Regions from separate parts of the Sus scrofa genome. Here region 2 is linked to region 1. Evidence: chromatin contacts called from public HiChIP or PLAC-seq data. All regions are on one chromosome and are shown on one strand. The core of a region is the stretch at or near the end of the contact, and the rest is flanking DNA. Distances in the headings are between cores, read along the strand shown. Region 1 overlaps ATP6V0D1 (V-type proton ATPase subunit d 1). Region 2 overlaps DUS2 (tRNA-dihydrouridine(20) synthase [NAD(P)+]-like).

Evidence for each region. HiChIP or PLAC-seq counts read pairs in DNA pulled down with a chosen protein or histone mark.
Region 2: a contact with region 1 is called in an H3K27ac HiChIP or PLAC-seq map of alveolar macrophages. The contact joins two enhancer-like sites. A contact is called at or near these places in 2 of 5 promoter capture datasets (fetal liver and fetal skeletal muscle) and 1 of 2 datasets of contacts at active chromatin or transcription factors (alveolar macrophages).

The regions. Positions count from the first base shown.
Region 1 is chr6:28,117,218-28,121,913 of Sscrofa11.1, forward strand. All of the region lies in intron 1 of ATP6V0D1 (V-type proton ATPase subunit d 1), which reads right to left. Among named protein-coding and RNA genes, the nearest start is that of ATP6V0D1, 13 kb to the right of the region's middle. Within about 2 kb of position 2,809, at least 13 of the 83 cell types and tissues checked have an H3K27ac peak or open chromatin away from gene starts, as enhancers often do. A contact at or near this core is called in alveolar macrophages, where this site is marked.
Region 2 is chr6:28,646,690-28,651,385 of Sscrofa11.1, forward strand. DUS2 (tRNA-dihydrouridine(20) synthase [NAD(P)+]-like) reads left to right here. Exons shown (of 17, transcript XM_005655778.3): 9 at 3,366-3,431; 10 at 3,599-3,669. Among named protein-coding and RNA genes, the nearest start is that of NFATC3, 17 kb to the right of the region's middle. Within about 2 kb of position 1,957, at least 13 of the 83 cell types and tissues checked have an H3K27ac peak or open chromatin away from gene starts, as enhancers often do. A contact at or near this core is called in alveolar macrophages, where this site is marked.

The sequences.
Region 1 (4,696 bases), core at 1,559-4,058:
TCCTTGTACGTCTTCATTCTTGATGACAACCCTTTCTTCTAACAAACTGGAGTGCGTCTGACAGCTGAGCCCAAAGCACAAAAACAGCTGTAAGTTGGAGAAAACTGCTAGGGTGCTGTAGCAGGCACTCTGACCACAGGGGGCCAGGGACAAACTATTAGGAGGCAGATCTGGGCCCTCAGGGACAGTAGTCTGGTTCCATCTCATTTCAAGTCTAACAGCCCCAACTCAAGAGAAGCTCTGCTATGTTCAATGTGTGCTAAGAAAGCAAGAAAGTGAGACTAATATATTCCAGAAGGGTTTTAAGCAAAACATTTAAAACTTGGGTCTTCCCTCTTTGCCAGCCACAAACCCTGGTCACCCAGAAAGCTCATCTCCAATGGTCTTGGATGGCTAACATTTGCCTGTGCTGAGGTCACCTCAAAATGTCCTAATCACAGGTTCAGGCACTGGCTCCACCTTAGAAACCAGGCCCAAGAAATTACTAACATCCAAGGACAAGTATGTTATCACCCACCAGAGCCAAGTTCTGACATGACATGGGGTAAGGCTTGTGAAACAGGGGTTATCAGTTCATGTGGGGACTATTTTAACCATAAATAGTTTCCCAGATCAAATCAGGCTAAAGTGTATACCAGTACAAGATGTTATCAGTGAAGGGAAAGCAAGAAGTAGGTAGAGGGAGTGCCCATTGTAGTGCGGTGGAAAGGAATCCAACTAGCATCCATGAGGTCGCAGGTTCGATCCCTGGCCTCACTCAGTGGGTCAGGGATCTGGCATTGCTGTCAGCTATGGTGTAGGTCACAGATGCAGCTTGGATTCTGAGTTGCTGTGGCTGTGGTGTAAGCCGACAGCTATAGCTCCAATTTGACCCCTAACCTGGGAACTTCCATATGCCGCAGGTGCAGCCCTAAAAAGACCAAAAACAGAAAAAAGAAGAAGTAAGGGTAGAGAGGAGGAGACAAGGGAAAGAGAGAAAATGGGCAGGTGAGAGGTAAACCGTACCTGGACAGGATCTTTAGGGCTCTGGTCTGAGTGACATGATGTGTTCAGCCCTGGCCTGGACCCTTATGCATCCCCTGGATGTTCAGTCTTCTGGTGTGAAGAGAAGAGGCTTGTTGTGGGTTCCCTAAGACTCATACCAGCCCTACAAGCTGTGAATGAAAATCTGGAAGAATGCCCCAGGGTTACCAATAGGGTCTCTGTTCAGATGGCTGATGGGTGTGAGTACCTTCTCTTGGCTTGCTCATATGTTCTAATTTCCCTTATTTTACGTATCTCTAGCAGATTTTAAAAAAAAATTTATTTCATGTCAGAGTATAGTTGATTTACAATGCTGTGTTAGTTTCAGGTATATATAGCAAAGTGATCCAATTATACACATATCCATTATTTTTCAGATTCTTTTCCCATGTAGACCATCACAGACTATTGAGGAGAGTTCCCTGTGCTATACAGTAGGTAGGTCCCTGTTGATTACTGGATGTTTTAAATTATAAAACATTGGGGTTTCTGTAGTGGCTCAGTAGAAATGAATGTGACTAGCATCCACGAAGACGAAGGTTCGATCCCTGGCCTTGATCAGTGGGTTAAGGATCCGGCGTTGCTATGAGCTGTGGTGTAGGTCACAGACACAGCTCGGATCCTGCACTGCTGTGGCTGTGGTATAGCCAAGCAGCTACAGCTCCAATTCGACCCCTAGCCTAGCAACCTCCATATGCAGCAGGTGCGGCCCTAAAAAAGACAAAAATAAATAAATTATAAATTATAAAACATTTGTTCATTAAGATACATTCGAATAATATGAGGGTATGTAAAAATAAAAACTGACATATTCCCCCTCCAGCCTCTCCAATCCCTCTCTGCAGAAGCTGCCACTCTAGAAGACTTGGTGACTATGCTTCCAAACACGTTTCTATGTGCTTATTTTTCTACTAAAATGAGACTATATTATATGCAACTATATTATACGCAACATCTCACCTAACAGATATTTCTAAATCAGTCTTTATAGACCGTCACGCTTTTAAGCATTGAATAGTATTTCCTCATAAACACAGACAATGATTTATTTAACCATACCTTGTTAATGGAAGTTCCTAGGCTAGGGGTCGAATCAGAGCTATAGCTGCCTGCCTACACCATAGCCACAGCAATGACAGATCTAAGCGGTACCTGTGACCTACACCATAGCTCACACCAACACTGGACCCTTAACCCATTGAGCAAGGCCAGGGATCAAACCTGCATCCTCATGGATGCTAATCAGATTTGTTTCTGCTGAGCCACGACGGGAACTCCACTAGTCGGATTCTTAACCCAATAAGCCACAATGGGAACACCAACATGCAATGTTTAAACAAGGGGGTAAAAACTTTTGTCCCCCAAAGGATCTACACCAAGTCACCCTTCCACCAATTCTACTGTTGAAAAAATTTTTTAATTATGTTTAGTTTAAAAGAAAACCAAAAAAGAAAAAAAAAAAAAAAGAAGAAGAAGAAATTACCATGCCCAGTCCTGCAGGAGGAGGCACAGCAGGGATCTGGAGGGGAATCCCTGGCTGTGGCTCTCCCTGCTCTAGTTGCCAAATTAGGCTCCACGCCAGGTAGCCTCCTCAGGCCATGTTTGTGTCCACTTGGCCCGCCACTAAGGCTGCTCTCCAGCCTCCTGGCAGGGCTCGTGGGCAGGACAAAGCTTCTAAAGGAGGCTTGTCCTGGCTGCTAACCAACAGATGGCCGGGCGTGGGCTGAGCTGTTGCCCGCCAGCATGCTGATGACTTCCAGATTGGTATCTTAATGCTACTTCCCCCGGCTCCAGATCCACACAGCCACATCCCTCAGACCTGATTCAGCACATCTGCTACAGAACTCCTCCTCCTCCACCGCCGGGTCCATGCCCCAAACCTTCTCCTCCTCTGGTGGTCCCTAGCTCAGAAGCCATTCCCAGCACTCACCCAGTCATTTATGAGGTCAGAAGCCTGATTTCTGACCCCTCTCACCCCAGACTTAGGCACACTGGCCCCATCTTATGGGTCTCATTCCTTAAGCTGGTCTCTGAAACCAGTCCTTCTGCCCTGCCACTCTTGTCCCAGTGCAGACCACCTTCTGGAATAATCCAGCCTGACTCCTCCTAAATCCAACCTCCAGAGCCCCTGACCAAATTTCTAATTGCATCACACTACCAACCCTTGCCCCCTTCTCAATTCTCCACTTCTTTATCCACTAAAGGATCAAGTCCAACATGGCTCATGGCCACAAGACCTCCCTCCTGCCTACCCCTTACCTCGACCCCTGCTCTGGGAGCCTCATCCTCTTGCAGCAGCCAGTGGAGAGGCATAATCAAGTCCCCATCAGTAGCCCACATCAGCTCATCAATCACTGGGCCCTGTGCTTGGGGGAGGGAAGGTCTCTTCACACAAGGCCACTGCCCAGAGCAGTTGAGACAATATGGATCAAGAAACACTGAGGGGAATACTTCAGGTGCGTGTGGACCCAGGCTCTCATAGCTCAAAGACTCAATGTAGCTGTTCCCTTTATTCCATGTGCAAACCCTGTTGGATTATCACATTCTGTATACTGTTCTCCCAGTGCTTCCTGAGCCCCCCCTCTCTTGCTTGTAGTCACTGGATTGCCTGAACTGTGTCATCTCTTCCTCTGGATTGCATCTGACTCTGAGGAATTCTGGATAGAGCTAAGCTTGTCTTGCTGTCCAAGCCATGGTCACCTAATTTCACTAAATCAAAATATTCTCCTCTGACAAACAAAATGGAACATACAAAATGTTTCCAGGCAAGACCATAAACAGAAACTCTTAAGCAAGACATTTCCCACGCACTGACCTTGACCTAACTGAAGAAACCCTCTTTTTTAAAATCACAACCCTCATCCTCCCAAGCTACGCATCCTTCCAAGATACCCAAGGCACCCAAGGCCTTCCATGAACCAAACAGATGCACCTATCCACCCCGAGCCCTGCTCACCCTGACACATGCTCTGCTCTCTCCTCCCAGCTCCCAAAGCTCCCCTGCTAGTCTATGCAGTGTCATGTTTCTGAGACTGCGAATGCCATTCCTTCTTCCCATCTCCTCGACCTGGCTAATTTTGCGTGTGTGACAGCTTTACTAAGATATAATTCATACACCATACAATTGGCCCATTTAAAGTGCACAAATCAAAGTCTTTTAGTAAATTCAGAGTTGTGTAACCATCACCACAATCGATTTTAGAACATTTTCTTCACCCCAAAAAGAGCCCCTCTACCCTTAAATGTTACTACTCACATGCTCCCACTGACCCATAGTGCACTCTGTGGACATTCAGTGCTGGTGCTTTTGTTTTTGCTTTTTATATTTTTTATGGCCACGCCTGCAGCATATGGAAGTTCCCAGGCTAGGGACTGAAGCCAAGTCACAGCTGCGACTTACTCTAGAGTGCTACCACAACTATGACTTTAATCCACTGTGCCAGGCTGCGGACAAAACCTGCATCTTGGCGCTGCAGAAACATCGCCAGTCCCACTGCACCACAGCGTGAACTCCTCAGGGCTGTTTTGATGTCCACTGGTCTGCCCATTAGGCACATCTGCCCCCAGCAAGGCCTGTGTGACATATTTTCATTATCTACTCGAGGCCCAGTATAGTGCCTGCCTCCAGGAGTGACAGGAAGAAATGATCACACTGGGAGCAGCTGGCTTTTCT
Region 2 (4,696 bases), core at 707-3,206, 530 kb after region 1:
GGTCCATGGTTCCATCTGTGGAAGCATCTCAGGACCACCCACACACATTTTTTTCAAAAAAGTATGCTTGTTTGAGGCAATGAAAAATTTTGGAAATTAATAATGGTGATGGTTGTACAAAATTGTGAACTAATACCACTGAATTTAACCACTTAACGTGGTTAAAACAGACAATTTTATGTTTGTTTTTTTCATTTTTAAAAATTTTTAGACGTATAGTTGATAATTTTTGCTGTGTAACAATTTTATGTTATGTTTATTTTACCACAGTAATTTTTTTTTTTTTTTGGTCTTTTGTCTTTCAGGGCCGCACCTGTGGAACATGGAGGTTCCCAGGTCAGGGGTCCAATTGGAGCTATGGCTGCCGGCCTACACCACAGCCACAGCAACGCCAGATCCGAGCCGCATCTGCAACCTACACCACAGCTCATGGCAACGCCGAATCCTTAACCCACTGAGCGAGGCCAGGGATCAAACTCGAAACCTCATGTTCCTAGTAGGATTAGTTTCCACTGCGCCACAACAGGAACTCCACAATAATTTTTTTTTTTTTTTTTTGCCATTTCTTGGGCCGCTCCCGAGGCATATGGGATGTTCCCAGGCTAGGGGTCTAATCGGAGCTGTAGCTGCCAGCCTACTCCAGAGCCACAGCAACGTGGGATCCGAGCCGCGTCTGCAACCTACACCACAGCTCATGGCAACGCCGGATCGTTAACCCACTGAGCAAGGGCAGGGACTGAACCCGCAACCTCATGGTTCCTAGTCGGATTCGTTAACCACTGCGCCCCGACGGGAACTCCCTTTTTTTTTTGCACAATAATTTTTTTAAAAGGATGCTGACTATGAAAAATTCCATACATTCTTGTGGGAGATAAGGGCAGGGAATTGGGTATTAATCTTTTGAAAAAGCCTCCCGTGTAACTCTGGTGTACCCTCCCTGGATTAAGAACCTCAGTTTAAGACCTTATATCAGTAGTATCTTCTCTCTCATTCCTGCCCCAGATTCCCTGGGCCCCCAGCTTCCCTGGGTTTCCTCCTTGTTTGCACTGCACTGGGGCCATGGCTAACAATCGGCAGGGCGAGGACTAAACTCAGGTCTCACTAGTTCCCAAGCTTATTCTCTCCCATCCTCCTTGCTTTTCTTTTTCCGTTTTTTTTTTTCTTTCTTTCTTTCTTTTTTTTTTTTATCGTTCCTGGGCCAGGGATTGAACCTGCACCACAGCAGTAACCAGAGCCATAGCAGTGACAATGCCAGATCCTTAACCTGCTGAGCTACCAGGGAACTCCAAAGTCTGCTTTTTCTGAGTCAGCTGGTGGATCTGATGGATTGAGCTTGCCCATGGGTCGATGTGCTGTTATCTGCTCAGATATAGGCATGTCTCAAGTCCTCTTCTGCCACAGACTTTGACACCACAGAGACAAGGGTATAGCTTAATTCTGGGAGACTTGGGTCCCAGTGAGGTTCAGCTGGAGCGTGACAGGAAGATAGACTCTAGTTGCCCTTTCCCCTCAGTGTGTGTGACTCTTGCAAGTGCCTGGGACTTTTGGCTACTAATTCTGTTCCTGGTCCTGAACACACACATGAAATGAACAAAAAAAATTTTTTTTTTTTTTGTCTTTTCTAGGGCCATACTTGCGGCATAGGGAGATTCCCAGGCCAGGGGTCTAATCGGAGCTACAGTTGCTGGCCTAAACTGGAGCCACAGCAACGTGGGATCCAAGCCGCGTCTGTGACCTATACCACAGCTCACGGCAACGCCGGAACCTTAACCCACTGAGCAAGGCCAGGGATCGAACCTGCAACCTCATGGTTCCTAGTCTGATTCGTTAACCACTGAGCCACGACGGGAACTCTGAAATGAACAAAAATATTGAAGAAGGTACTTGAAGACAGCTGTTTGGATAAAATACACCAAGAGAAGTTCTGCAAAACAGAATTAGATCGAACCAGCTGATGTTGCTTGCTTAAATTACCAAAGATAGAGGAAGTTAAGTCAGCACTTGCAAAGGAAACTCCCAGAGATGATACTGTCAGCTTGAGGGAGAGGACCAGAGTGAGAATTTTTATCCTGTGTCTCCGTGGATCTGGCAGTCCCTCCCCCGCCTTAAAGGGTAAGTGCCCCTTTGAGCCCTGCCAGAGTGACTCTAAGACCTCAGGCCCCGTCTGCCTCCTGGTGCAACACCTGGGGATGTTCCTTCCTGCCAGTCCCTGGCAGTTGTGCCTAGGCCAGCAGGCCCTGTCTTGCCCATGATCTGTCCAGCCATCTATCAGCCCAGCCTCTTGGTCTGATGTCTCCTGGAGGGACCTGCCTTAGTCTGTCCCTGAGAGAAAGGCCTCCTTCACTGGTTCTTGTAACTCGGCTCTCTGCTGCCCCCACTTGTCTAAAACCAAGACTGGCAGCAGCTGCCTGGATGTCCCCCCTTGCTTTGTTGGACAGGCAATCAGTTTTCTTACAAGAGAGCTCTTGGGGTCACCTTCCCCCTGGCTTGCTTGGCCAGAAATTTTTGATGAGGGGAGAAGAGAGTCATGCTGCAGACATGCCGTGTCATCTACACCTTTCTCAATCTCTAGCTCTTATGTGGTCTGGTCTCGCTATTTCCCAGACACTTTGCTGTATGACTTTCTTGATCTTCCTTTGAAGTCCTTTGCCATTACTGTGCCAAATAAATACTTTTTAATATGTTGACAGTGTTGTCTTTTCCTTTTGCCAGTTTCTTTCCTATATATCTGACTCCCCTAAAGAGAGGGGTTCCTGGGGATAGGGCCCAGGACCTGTTCAATCTTCCCTGCTCCCTCACTTGGCAGATCCTGGAACAGCATTCAGGAACCATTGCCTTGAAGCTGGAATGGAGCTGTGAGCCATGTGTTTTCTACCAGGGTTAGGGCGCAGAATCATTTTGAGGAGGGAGTGTATTGGGCAGAGAGCCTTTTGAAAACACAGATGCCCAAGCCCTGCCCCTAGAAACTCTTTCAGGGAATAAGAGGTGGAGTCTAAGTTTCTGCGTTTCTTAAGCTGTCCAGGTGGTTCTGATGTTTGCCCTGGCAAAGGATCACTGTGTTCCACACAGGATGCATGCAGATCCATTCATGCATTCATTTATTCACGCATTCATTCATTCATTTACCAAGTGATGAATGTCACTGTGTCCCAGGCAAGGGGTTGCTGGGGCTGGTGCTCTAGTGTAGAGAAAAGGTGAACTTCCCTTATGGAGTTTACATATATATGTACACAACAGAGGCATTCACGTGGACACAGACGTGGACATAGGGCCTCACAGGTCTGGAGCAGAACTCATTAGTACAAGCAGTTGTGGTGTTTGTTCTGGAAGAAGCAGACAGACACTCTTGTGTTCTCCTTTTGCAGATCCTCAGCACTCTTGTTAAAGGGACACGCAGACCTGTGACCTGCAAGATTCGCCTCCTGCCGTCGGTAAGGGTGGTGTGGGTACATCTGAAGGTCCATTTTCTGTGAGATGTGGATGGTTCTTGAGGGGCTGAGGTAGGTTTGGAGGAGGAGTAGAGGTGATCCCACTTTAGGAGCTGGCAGCTGCTCCCTCTTTGGCTTCAGTAATCACCCTGTGTGGTCCTCTCCCTCAGCTGGAAGATACCCTGAGCCTTGTGAAGCGGATAGAGAGGACTGGCATTGCTGCCATTGCAGTTCATGGGAGGTGAGTGGTTACCTTTCTAGTGACTGACTTGCAGGAAGGTTCTCAGCCATCCTAAGGATTCTTCTCCGGACCCCAGATGACTACAGCTCCTCTATGCATGCAGCCTAGCTCTGCCCAGCTCTTAGATATCCCTGTCACATCCTGAGGGCAGTCAAACCTTTTGCTGGGCTGCATTGTTCTGTTTCATTCTTTGAGCATCTACTGGTGGGAGGCACTGCATGAGCTTTAGAGATGCAAAGAGACCAAGAGGAAGGAGGAACCCCCCCCCCCCCCCCCCCCCCGCACGCTCAGGATGTGTAAATGGTAGAGATTGAGTGATTTGCTCAAAATTGTGTCACGTAGCCAGGAAGTGGTGGAATTAGAACTCTGACTCTGAATCTCATTTTCTTTCCACTGCATTCTCCCTCTAATGACCACGGGCAGATTGCTGTTCTTTTAAGCCATTGCCTCTTTTGTCTGCCTTTGTTGGACTGTCAGCTGTCACGGTGACTACTTTTTAACAGTCCTTATATCTGTAGCTGATGTGCTTGCTACTGAGGGCAGAAGTGTTACTGGAGGCAACTCTTGGTTCCTAGTCCACCTTGCTCCCTGTGTCCAGGTTGTACTTTTCTATGGAATCCCAGATCATCACTCTTTCAGCCAGAGCAACCTCTCTTCTGAGTTATGTTCCTTTGAGTTCAGGAGTCTTGTAAAAGCAGCCCATTTTTTGCTGGTTGTCTATTTCAGGAAAGGGAACCTAGAACTCCCACATATAAAACAGAGAAGAGCAGAGCTGTGCGTGCTGAAGCCAGCAGGGGGAAGTGAAAGGCCACGTGCTTACACAGGAGCCCCTCCTTTAGGCAGCAGGCCCCTGGCTCAGACTGCCTGGTTTCAAATCCCAGCTCTGTTGCTTTTTGGCTGTGTATCCTTGGACAAATCATTTAACCTCTCTGAGCACCATAGTCATCATTTGGAAATTAAGATAATTTATGCTTTATAGGGTTGTTGTGAGGCTTTTATGAGATCGTGAATATGCAGCCTTGGCATA